Linked DNA regions of Mus musculus: region 1 is linked to region 2. The links are chromatin contacts, called in public HiChIP or PLAC-seq maps. All regions are on one chromosome and are shown on one strand. The core of a region is the stretch at or near the end of the contact, and the rest is flanking DNA. Distances in the headings are between cores, read along the strand shown.

The links. HiChIP or PLAC-seq counts read pairs in DNA pulled down with a chosen protein or histone mark.
Region 1: a contact with region 2 is called in an HNF4G HiChIP or PLAC-seq map of pancreatic cancer cells. The contact joins two enhancer-like sites. A contact is called at or near these places in 13 of 39 promoter capture datasets (the 3T3-L1 cell line, 3T3-L1-derived adipocytes, the C10 cell line and 7 more), 6 of 484 Hi-C or Micro-C datasets (the 63-12 cell line, Sertoli cells, beige adipocytes and 3 more), 2 of 115 datasets of contacts at active chromatin or transcription factors (bone marrow-derived dendritic cells and pancreatic cancer cells) and 1 of 9 other capture datasets (liver).

Annotation. Positions count from the first base shown.
Region 1 is chr11:55,099,648-55,105,611 of GRCm38.p6, forward strand. It overlaps Gm2a (GM2 ganglioside activator protein), which reads left to right. Exons shown (of 4, transcript NM_010299.3): 2 at 3,940-4,101. Among named protein-coding and RNA genes, the nearest start is that of Gm2a, 4.6 kb to the left of the region's middle. Within about 2 kb of position 2,819, at least 21 of the 459 cell types and tissues checked have an H3K27ac peak or open chromatin away from gene starts, as enhancers often do. A contact at or near this core is called in pancreatic cancer cells, where this site is marked.
Region 2 is chr11:54,932,431-54,937,942 of GRCm38.p6, forward strand. Tnip1 (TNFAIP3 interacting protein 1) reads right to left here. Exons shown (of 19, transcript NM_001199275.2): 6 at 4,031-4,111; 7 at 1,559-1,750. Among named protein-coding and RNA genes, the nearest start is that of Tnip1, 28 kb to the right of the region's middle. Within about 2 kb of position 4,246, at least 149 of the 459 cell types and tissues checked have an H3K27ac peak or open chromatin away from gene starts, as enhancers often do. A contact at or near this core is called in pancreatic cancer cells, where this site is marked.

The sequences.
Region 1 (5,964 bases), core at 1,569-4,068, 170 kb after region 2:
GATCTCTGTTGTCCAGGCTAGCCTAAACTCTTCTAAGTAGCTAATGATAACCTTGAACTATACTGATCCTCCTGTCTCCATCTCCCAATTTTGGAGTAATTCATAAGGATAGCATAAAGTTCTGTGTATTTACCTAATTGCTTTTGTTAGTACCCCATATTATCAGTGTGCTTGTTAAAACCAAGCCAGTGTGGGTCCTTTACTGTGAACTAAATTAGGCTTTATTTGGGTTTCCCATGAATGTCCCTCTCTATTCCAGCACCTGCTCTGGGGTTCCCTATTGTCATCCCTGTCACATCGTCTCTCTCTTCTCAGGCCCGGGGCAGAACATTTAAATGAGCTTGGCTGCCTTCAGGCGCTGAGTCCTGTTGCTTTGTGTACAGACTTCTCCTCCTGCCATCACCCTGACAGAAGATATAGTTATGCTCACTTAATAAATGAGGAAGTTGAACCTCCAGGGGTTAACATGCCAGAGGTGTCTGCTAGTGAGACCAGGGCTTAATTAGCATCTGTTAGTGAGAGCAGTAGTGGTTGGTGTGTGATTTTAACCCATGCCTGGATCTGCCCCTATTCTGCCTATGTAGCCACATCTAGGCTAGGGATGGCATCTGCCAGGTTCGAGGTACATACTGCTGATCGCTATCCTCCCTTTCCCCAAGAGCCTGGACTCAGCTGCTGGAGTACCTCACAGCTGAAGCTGCCCAGGCCCTGCTAGTGGAGGACCACCTTGTGAAAAGTCCCCTACTAGGGCAGGGGGGAAGGGGTAATGGGAGAGGGTGGAAGAGTCTAAAAAAGGACACTCTAGAAACTTCCCTGAACCCAAAGTCCTCCTTGGTGTGAATCAGGCTGCTGAGTTGGAAAAAGTAGCCTCCTACCCTGTCAGCCCAGGTTACTACTTAGCCATTTTTTTTCATTTATCTTAGGACCAGCCACTCCTCCCCCAGTCCATCCTTCTCCAAGCGCCGTACTTTCTTTCGAAGGTGTTCTACTGCACATGGCCAGTTTGCTCTCTTTGACCTATGAGGGCTTATAATCAATGAGACTGCTACCCTTCTTCAGCGAGGTCCCTCATTCAACGTGTTTAGCCTGTTGGCCTTTCTGTAGTACTGGAACCAGCTGAGCTTCTACCTCAGGGCCTTTGCTTGTGCTCTGTGTGTATTGATGGCTAATTTCTCATCCTGAAAGAATGTTTTTAAGTGTCACCTTTCAACCACCCTAAGTAAGACCTGAGTTACTCTCCACACCACCTTCAGGCACTCTAATATGTGGTCGATCCTCCTTTGTTCCCTCCCTCCCTCCTTCTCTCCCTTCTTTTCTTTCCGTTTTTTCTGCCCCCTAGTACTTGGGTTTGAACCCAGGACTTTAGGCATGTTAGGCGAGCTCTCTACCACTGAGTTACACTGCCAGCCTGGGGAACACTTATTTACACTAGACTATAAGCCCCACAAGGCAGGGAAGAACTGCTTCCTATTGTTTACAAAGCCTCAGTCCAGGCCCTGAAATAGTCGCTTCACAAATACTTATGGAATGAAGTTTGAGCAAAATACCTGCTGGTACCTACCCTGGCCCTGCCTTTCTTAGTCACAGTGTGGCCTTTCATTCCAGGAATCAGAAGCCCATGCCAAGAAGCTTGAACATGGAGTTTAACAGGCTTACATGGATCTCACGGAGTTGGTGGCAGGAAACAGAGGCCAGGGAGGCACATGGCTGTGTTTTAGTGAGCCAGCTCATGCTTTGTGTCTGACACAATGTCATGAGTTGTCACATACGTGTTCTCACCTTGCAACAGTTCTGGGAGGAAGATATAAAATGCCTCTACTTAAAAGATGTGGAAATCAGAAATCAGGACTCCAATTGTATGTGTTCCAGGCTGGGATTCCAACCCAGGTCTGTTTGACTGGAACCTAGGCTTCCTGCCTGGCACTCCAAAGCCATACCTGTCCCAGGTCCCTGGGATGCTTGTTTTCCATCCCAGGCTGGTTATGAGCTCACTGTGTGTTTGAGGATGAGTTTGAACATCAGAGCCGAGTGCTGGGATTACAGGCATGTGCCCTGTGCTGGTCTTGCTGGTCTTAGATTGCCTTTTGTTCTTTTTTGAAGACAGGGTCTCACTATGTAGCCCAGGCTGCCTTCAAGCTTGAGATCCTCCTGCCTCAGCCTCCCTAGTGCTGGGATGACTGGTGTATGTCAGCATGCCTGGCTCCTTTAGTGCTGTAGTAGATCATATAGGTGACTGACTCTGTGTTCCTTTCCCATAGGACAGAGGGGCTCTTACTCTTGTCTCCTCAACTCAACTTGGAGCTGAGCCGCAAGTGTACGTGCTTGGAACCCACCTTAAAACTTTTGACCCAAGGCAGTGCCAGGCCTTGTGTCATAAGGGTCACATACATTGCCTCTGGCCATAGGGTCACACACACAGCTTCTTGTGTCATAATTCCAAGGCTTGGCAGAGAGAAGCTGTGGTCTAGCACGGATCAGGTGTTCTCTGGGTCCGGATGGTTATGAATGGGTTAAGATGGAGGCCAGGCTGGCAGATTTTCTAAGGCTGTGTGTGGATAATGGCAGTGCTAAGTGTCTTTGTAGGGGGTTTTGGGGGTGGGGCATGTGAGTGTGTTTTGAGAGGGAGAGACAGGCAGACAGGCAGACAAACAGACAGACAGAGGTGTAGAATGAATCCCAGATCCTAAGGTTCTGGGGGCTGGTGGTCACATTTGTTGGATCTAGGTCACGTGGAGGAAGATTTGAGAAGTTCCTCTGCAGAGGAGTGGTGGGTGACTCAGGTTGTGCCTATGGTGTGGTTCACGACAGGGGAGTAAGAATGTGGGTGTAAGGTGAGAAAGTCATTGCTCGTCACTGAGGGACCTCCTGTAGATCTTGTCCTGTGGGTCTTGTTCCCTGGACGCTGAGGCTTGGGTTACTGTTGTTTCTCCTTGTGTTCTTTCTCCTTGTTCCCCCTTGTTGCCGACCTAGGATTGGACAAGGGGTGGGGCATAATCAGGCTCATGGGCATGGAATACAAGGGTGACTTTCAGCAGCTTGTCTTGTGGTGACCTCCCAAAGCTAGCTGGAGAGAAATGGGTGGCAGGGTCAGAGCTCAGAGAAGGTACCCTCAAAGCTAAATGAGGCTAATACCATTATTAAATAGAGTATTTTCTGTATTCATTGACTTGTATACAATGTATCTGTATCGTATCCAATCCCACATTCCCTTTCAATCCAGCGCACCTGCCTGCCATTTTTATCTTCTCTTAATAACCCACTGAGTCCAATTATTGCTTCTCATATGTGCATGGGTTAGGACATGGCTATCTATGAGTATCACAAGCCCCCAAGGTATAATGACTCCTCCTCTCTGTAGCCACCACTGCCAATACTTCCTTAGCTAGGGGTGATTCCTCTCTCCCTCCCTCCCTTCCTCCCTCCCTCCCTCCCTCCCTTCTTTTGTAGCCTAGGCTGGTTTAGAATGACCACATCTTCCCTTGAGTGTTTACATTATGGGCTTGCACCCATACAGCTAGCTAAGTCTCTCTCTCTCTCTCTCCTGCCCTGCCCCAGAACAGGGTCTTGTGTATCTAGACTGGCCTGACATGGGCTATGTAGTTGAAGATGACCATGAATTCCTGATGTTCTACCTCCCAAGTGTTGCCCCTGCCACCACACTGGGTTTGTGTCATGCCAAGGATAGAGCCTAAGGTTTCCAATATGCCAGGTAGACATTCCACCAACGGAGCGACATCCCAACCCCCTTAGTTTTAAAGTTCAAGGTCTGATATAATGGGCCTAGGCCCTGCACTTTGGCATTTTGCCTGAAGAATGGGTCAGACAAGTGTGACTGTTACCATGGAGCTCAGAGGGGAATGGGCAGGCCTCCCTCCAACTCTTGTATGCTGAAACATTTCTTTTCCTCCACTTCTCTCCTTGCTGTCTCGTTGTCCCTAGCTTTCCCAACTTGGTGGCTTCTCCTGGGATAACTGTGATGAAGGAAAGGACCCTGCAGTGATCAAAAGCCTCACGATCCAACCTGACCCCATTGTGGTTCCTGGAGATGTAGTCGTCAGCCTTGAGGGCAAGACCAGCGTTCCCCTCACTGCTCCTCAGAAGGTAAGCCCCAGGCTGTGTGGACGATGGACGGGGAGTGGGCAGCCAGCAGGCGCCATGGAAACTCATGCTCATAGATTGTGAAAGACTTCAGACTTTGCAGACTTACCACAGACTTTCCCGGGTTCATAGAGTCTCAGGGTCAGGGGATGGAAGGGAAACCCAGGTCAGCTGGGATTCACCCATTCATGCACTTGGATATGGCGGCCCAGTGTTCACCATGGACTCCTCTGTGTTGTTTTGATGTATAGCCAGTAGCCAGGGACATAAGGCTATTTTCTTTTGTTTTGAGACAGGGTCTCACTCTGTAGCCTATGCTGGCCTTGAACTTGTGGTAGGCCTGCCTGCCGCAGTTTGGTTGTGGGCATGAGCCGCCACAATGTGGACTCTCAGAGCTGAATGAACAATGCTGTTTCCTTTATCCATACTGCATGCATTTATTTTTTAAAAAATACATATGAAAACAAGCAGTGCTTTGTATGTATGTTTTGAGGGAGGGCTTTATGTAGCCTTAGCTGGCCTTGAACTTGCTGTGAGCTCCTGGCTCTCTGGCCTCCACTTCTTGAGTACTCAGATCACAGGGGTACTACCACACCTGGAATGGACCCCGGGGCCTCTCATGCATATTAGGTGAGCACTCTGCCAAAACCACATCCCCAACTTTGTTTCTGTTCTTTTGAGCCAGGGCCTTCCTTAGGTAGTTTAGGCTGCCCCACAACTTAATGTAAGTACCTAAGGATAGCCTTGAACTTCTGCTCCTTCTGCCATCACCTCCCGAGGACTGGGATTACAGGCGTGTGCCACCATGAATAGCTTCTATTAAATGTCTTCTCCTAGCCTAATTCCTTAGGAGCTGCTCATTGTTGGCTGTTACGGATCCTCCCAGAATCTTCACTCATTGTTCTAATGAGACAGCGTGATTAATTTGGGAGACGCCATGCGGGCTAGAATTTGTCCGTATAATAATGATCTATTCATACTCTCCTGACTATGTACCTTCACATTAAATGTTTTTATTTATTATTCTTGTGTCTGCATATGGAGATGTGGGGTGAGGCCCACACGACACAGGGAACAGGGACAAGTTGTAGAGTTGGTTCTCTCCTTCCACCTTTTTGTTGGGTTCTGGGGCAGGAACTCGGATCGCCAGGCTTACAAGGCAAGCACCTTGTCCTGCTGAGGCAGCCCGCTGGCTCAGATGCACGCTTTTAAAGCTCTTTTGATAATCAATGCCCAAATGTCTCCAAACAGCCAACCAGGTTTACACCTACACTGACAGCTGTGTTTTCTTCCCCACACAATTTTTGACACTAAGAGTCCGAGTCTTGGCCAGTCTCTAATGTCATCCCTCATGAGGGCGAGCGATCCTTTCACAGTTCACTTGCTTTTTAGATCTATTTGGGGACATCAGCTTATTCCCACCCATTGCCCAACTTTGCATGTGTTTTTGTATATTTTCTTATTTTATAGTAAAGGCATCTTGTGGCACTGTTTATTGTAGCTCTTCACTCTCTGGTTAGAGTCACCACCTTTCTAAGATGTTCTTATATGCCCTGCAGTCTCTTTCTGGTCCAGACCTATTCTGGAACACGTTTAGATCATTTAAGAGATTTTGGGAGCCAAGCCTGGTGATGCATGCTTGTATATTATAGCACTTAGGGAGAAGTACAGGAAATTCAGGAGGTCAAGTCATGTTCAGTCTCACGGCCAGTTGGAGACCACCCTGTACTGTTGGGCTCAATTTTCTGAGTCTTAGGCATCTCTTGAGCAAGAACTGAGTTAATCAGTAATGTGGATGGTGCTTTACTCAGTGCCTAGCACACAGGATGTGCCCAGTTCGTGCTGGCACGTGTTGACATGTCAATC
Region 2 (5,512 bases), core at 2,996-5,495:
GGAATAAACAGGAGACTGATGTAAGAGACTGGGGACATCAGGGAACAAAGATCTATCTGCACGTGAGTGCCAAAAGGTGGGTGCTCAGAGTGATCCCAGCCCTGGTACCATGTCAGGTATTCTCTCTCAGGGCTCAGAGTGGGAACTCCAAAGCCTTAGTGGCCTCTCAAAGAGGTCCCCTCCCTGGACCTGGCTCTGTAGGCTCTCTACCACATACTGCCTCTCCAGTCTCCAGTGAGAGGATGCTCTGTGTACTCCTGGTCATACGGGCAGAGCAGAACTCACCCGCTCAAGGTTACACGGGGTGGATTCCCTCCTTTCATCAAGGTCTACTGGCACAACTGAGACCGCAGACCGACTGGCACAGAAGGAGAAGGGCCTACCCAGAAGCAGGGAGCCTTAATGTGAGAGCTCTACCCAGAAGGAAGGGGTACTCAAATCCTGAGCAGGGCCTCAGGCAGCCTCATGTTCATCATCTTTGAAATGGTTACCAATTAATGTAAGCGGATCATACTTAACTGCAAAGCCCTCGAAGTTAAGATGGCCTGCCCTGAGTAGATAAGCATCATCAAACGAAGCTAACAGTCACCCATCTCCCAGCACTGGGTTCTAGATTACACAAAGGCCTCCTTTGACGCAGTGTCCCAGGAGGGGGACACTGGTAGTTCCAATCCTTACAGGACAGGAGATTGGTGACTTGTTCAGGACCATACAGTAATGAGGATCAACCATTCTCCCAGCACAGGGAGCCTTCTAAGAGGGATTTGAAAAAGGAGGCAGGGAGGGAGAGAGCGTGGCTAAGGGTCTGAGATTTTTTTTTTTAAAAAGATTTATTTATTTATCATACGTAAGTACACTGTAGCTGTCTTCAGACACTCCAGAAGAGGGCATCAGATTTCGTTAAGGATGGTTGTGAGCCACCATGTGGTTGCTGGGATTTGAACTCAGGACCTTTGGAAGAGCAGTCGGCGCTCTTAACCACTGAGCCATCTCGCCAGCCCCTGAGATTTTAAATATGACAAATTAAAGCTGGGTGAAGTGGCTCATGTCTAGAATCCCTGCACTTAGGAGGCTGAGGCAGGAAGATGCTGTGAGTCTGAGGTTGGGCTGGGATATGAGTGAGACTATCTCAAAACACTTCCTGCTGGGGACAGAGCATACAAAGAGCTGCAGTGACAGCAAAGCAAGCCACAGGGGGTGCCCAGGTAGCAGAGGCAGGCAGAACTCTGATTCAAGGCCAGTCTAGTCTACATGGTAAATTCCAGGCTAGCTGGGGATACAAAGTGAGACTCGGGTCTTTAAAAAAAAAAGAAAACAAACAAGAACAAAGCAGGCCACACTCAGCCCGCCAGGCCTCACTCCCCAGGACACTCACTGTGAATCTGCAAGACCTGCCTCCCATTTCCTCATTTCCTTCTTTTTCTTCCCATAAATTCCTTACTGCAGTCACCACTGTGAACAAAAAGCTCCAAACAGGCCTAAAATCCAGCCTTCCGAAGTCCCCATAGCTAACCCCTACAGTGGGCAGGAGGCGCAGGGAGATTCTTGCTGGCCTCACCTGCAGGATGGAGGTGCGCTGCTCATTTTTATGCACTTTGGAGGCCAACCTGTTGAACTCGAGGGCCATGCGGCCCAGGTGGGTGAAGAGCTGGCTGTGGTCTGGCTCCTCTGCACACACGCTAAGGGTGGTCTCCAGGCGCTGCAGGTGGAGCTTCAGGTTGCTGTCCTCTGGGGGTGGGGGCCCCAGGTCCTGTGGGAGCAAGAGCATGATCTTCACCAAGCCTAAGGCGGCAATGCCGGCCGATTCTTCTATTGCTTCCCCATTCTTCATGACTCAGTTTCCCCTGTGGCCTCTGTTCAGCCCAGGGAAAATTTCCAGTTACACAGGTTCCCTATCTGGAGCTGACTCACAGGGCAGGACCTAGGACTTCCAGGCCACTGGCTGGCCTAACACCACCAAGGCCATCTTCCTCCTACGCTGAGTCTTACTGAGTGCCCGAGAGTAGTCAGTTCGCCCTCCCCCAGGCTGGGCATCCTTCAGCAGTATGTGTATGTATATCACTTCCGTCCTTCATTGCACAGCAAAACTGACAGGAGGGAAGGCAGAGAGGGTGTCTCTAACTGTAATGCACTGCTTCCTGAGCTCAGGGAGGCTCTCCTTAGGGGGCTGTGCCTGGGAGAGGACCAAACACCATGTTTCTAAGAATCACAGCTCTAATACTGCAGAGAACCCCAACCTAGTAAACGAAGAGAGAACAGCCTGGGCAGAGTAGTTCAGTACTGCTCTCTCCATTCCCTCTAGAACACTGCTACTGAAGCCACAGCCCTGGTCATACCCACAGCAGTCCTAAGGATCTCAGTGGGACCTTTCAATCCTGGCTCATAGACAGGCGTTAACTAGGCCTCCCAACCTTCTCCTGCCCAAGGCCCCCTGCAAGACCCCAGGGTTCTGTGGACCTCATTTCTATATATCCTGATCTACCCCAAATGTTCACACTCTTCATCACCTCCGGATCCCCTCCTCTAAAATAGTTCACAGACTCACCCAGCAGTTCCCCCCACCCACCCACCCACTTCCTACCCCCAACCACAACCCCCAAGTTCAGGCAAGGAATCACCCAGCAGATTCCTCCCAAACCCCAATACTTCAGGGAATCAGAGAGCAGAGCCACAGGGAGCTACGGTTCCCTCAGGCTGAGACAATGATGTATCCTGACAGAGAACTTGCTCATAGCAGCCCAGTCAGTACATGGCAGAGTGGCAGAGCCAGGCCTACAACTGGGATTTTCTCACTGTAACCCAGGGCTCTAGGACCTGCTAGTGAGCTCTGGGCAACTGAATGCTCGGCCTGTGTCCTATCAGCATCACATTCTAATTAAAAAAAAAAGCAGAATCAGTCTCCAATTGCACGTCCCTTTCCTACCACAAAGGACTAGGAGTGGCCAGGGCTGATCTCTGGAGGTGTATCAAGTGCTCAGGTTTCTCCAAGTAGCCTACAAGCTTCCAGCAGGAGTTGGTGTACTCCTGAGCTGGCGTAGACAGACTTTAATGGAAAAGGTAAGTTATCAGCCCATGACTGCGCGCTGAAACCTTTCTGAGCGAGGGAACCTCGCCTGCTCTCAGTCATGTCTCAGTCCTCAGGGACAGAACAGGACGAGATGCATATGGTCCCAGGAGACAAAACACAGAGCATCCTGACAGGGCGATCCTCTCAGCACTGAAGGTTAAATGCTGGTGTGAGATGGGGTGGTGTTTGCAGGTGAAGGGGAGGCCAAGTAGAGCTGGCATAGCAACAGTTTAATGGTCTATAGTGGGGCATGCTTCATGGTATGGACTTAGGAGAAGAGGCAAGAGGTTTGCCTCACACGAAAACAAAGCAAAACAGAACAGAATAAAGCAAACATTAAATAGGAGGGAGGGATGAGGAAAAGACAGGACTTTAAGGTCTCTGACAAATCTTGAAGATCTTTCACAGCAGCTCTCCAAGTCTGGCATTTTAAGAAAGAACAGAAGGACTGCACGGCTGGACTAAGGTTAAACACTGCAAGGTAGGAATGTGGATTTGAGCAGCCCCTCCGAAGCTGGAGAAACGCGTGCACCCCACTTGTGAACACAAAGTGTAACCTCCGGGCCATCTGCCCCTGGGAGGAGCCAAGGACAAGCACAAAAGGGTAAATCACTCCCACCCCTCCCATCAGCACCAGGCCGACCCTTTCCACACCTACAGACCCAAGAGGCTGAGTCACTGTAACTGACAGAAAGGTGATTGGTCCAGAGGCCAGTGGGGCTGGCAAGTGGCCCAGGCTTTCACAACAGTGGGGTGCCTGTGTGCCCCAAGCTGGGGAAGTCACCAGCGGGGGATTTGCATATGAGAGTAAGAAGCACCCCATGCTATAGCCCCTCTGTGTCCCCCATGTAACTACAGGGGACCCAAGGGATCTGAGTGTCGTGTCACGAAAGGGCAGGTGACAGACAGAGAGGAAAGAAAAGGATGTGCTGGAGGTGGGGGCGGGGATGCCTGTCTGCTCACCATCATGTTCGTAGGGTGGCTGCCAGTTTCGGGTGAATTCTGCTCCTCAGTAGGGACCACTTCAAAGTCCGAGGAGGCGCCCTAGGTAGAAGGAAGTTAGTAGCTGCCCATGATAAACGGACCCTGCCCCCAAGGAAGACAGAAGGGCAAACAGTGCAGAGTTCCTAGAGGCAATAGTCACACACTATTCATGAGATCACCCAAGAACCACAGGACTGCCATCACCCTCCTTGTGATCTGAGGTCATACCCCTCCATGGCCATTATTTATCAGTGAAACAGGGGTGTGGGTCGAGCCAACCTTGAAACAGTATTATTTATTTGCTCTCTCTCTCTCTCTCTCTCTCTCTCTCTCTGTGTGTGTGTGTGTGTGTGTGTGTGTGTGTGTGTGTGTGTGTGTGTGTGTGTGTGTTGGAACGGATGAGGAAACCAAGTTCACAGAGTCAACACACAAGCCAAGACTCTGCACAAGCTGGCAGATCCTGCCAAAGCAACCAAGCTATCTCCTGGGCTCAGGTGCCTCTTGTCACCCTGGCTGGCAGCAGCTACTACAGCCACCACCAAGGGAGGCCCTGCACCAGCCTCACCAACTCAACCCAAAGGTCATCCCAGGAGAGGACTGACCTGAGAACACTAAGGCCGCTCTGCAATGTGTCATCAACCAAGGCGCAGACTTCACTGGCTGTTCAATCAGCTGAGGAGCCCAGAGTTCATCTGAACCTGGCTCTAAGAGACCCTTAAATGTGGCGTGACTGGGGCTGGGGAGATGGCTCAGTGGGTGGAACATTCGCTACACCAGCAGGAAGACCTAACTTGGGATTTCCCAGCACCCATATAAACAGCACAGCTGGGCATCCCTAACTCACAGCTCAGCACGGGAGTGGACAGAGACAAGAGGATCCCTGGGGTACTGGCTTATCTGGAGATGGCAAGCTCTGGGTTCAGTGAAGAGATGTAAGGGATAAAGCAAGGAGCAGGAGACCTGATGCCCTCCTCTGTCCTCACCAGAACACACTCCACGCATATACCTCTTCCTTCATACCCCACCAAAAAACCCCCAAACCAAAAACACCCTCCTGACCTGCTTTCCCTGTCCTGGATGGGGTAGGACAGATGGGAGAAACCAGCCCAGCTGGCCACCAGTCAGAGCCACCATGACCCCATCTGTGGTCTCAGCTTGGAAAAGACCCACCTTCTGACCATCTGAAGGATCTGGCCCTATGATGCCAGGCTACACTTCTCCATTGAGCCTGCAGCACATGGTTTCTGAGCATCTTGGAAGTATGTGTCTGTGCCCAGTTAGTGAGCATGGTCACGTTAGATAGCTCAGGAAATGAGAGAAAACTCCTTGTTTGATCAGGACCTTCCTGGTCATGAGAACCATGACTTTCACCTCAAAATGGCAAGCTGTCCCATCCCAGCGCTCCAGACTGATGTGTGGCGGGAAGAGCTTTAGGTAACCAGTCACAGCTCCAAATGCAAC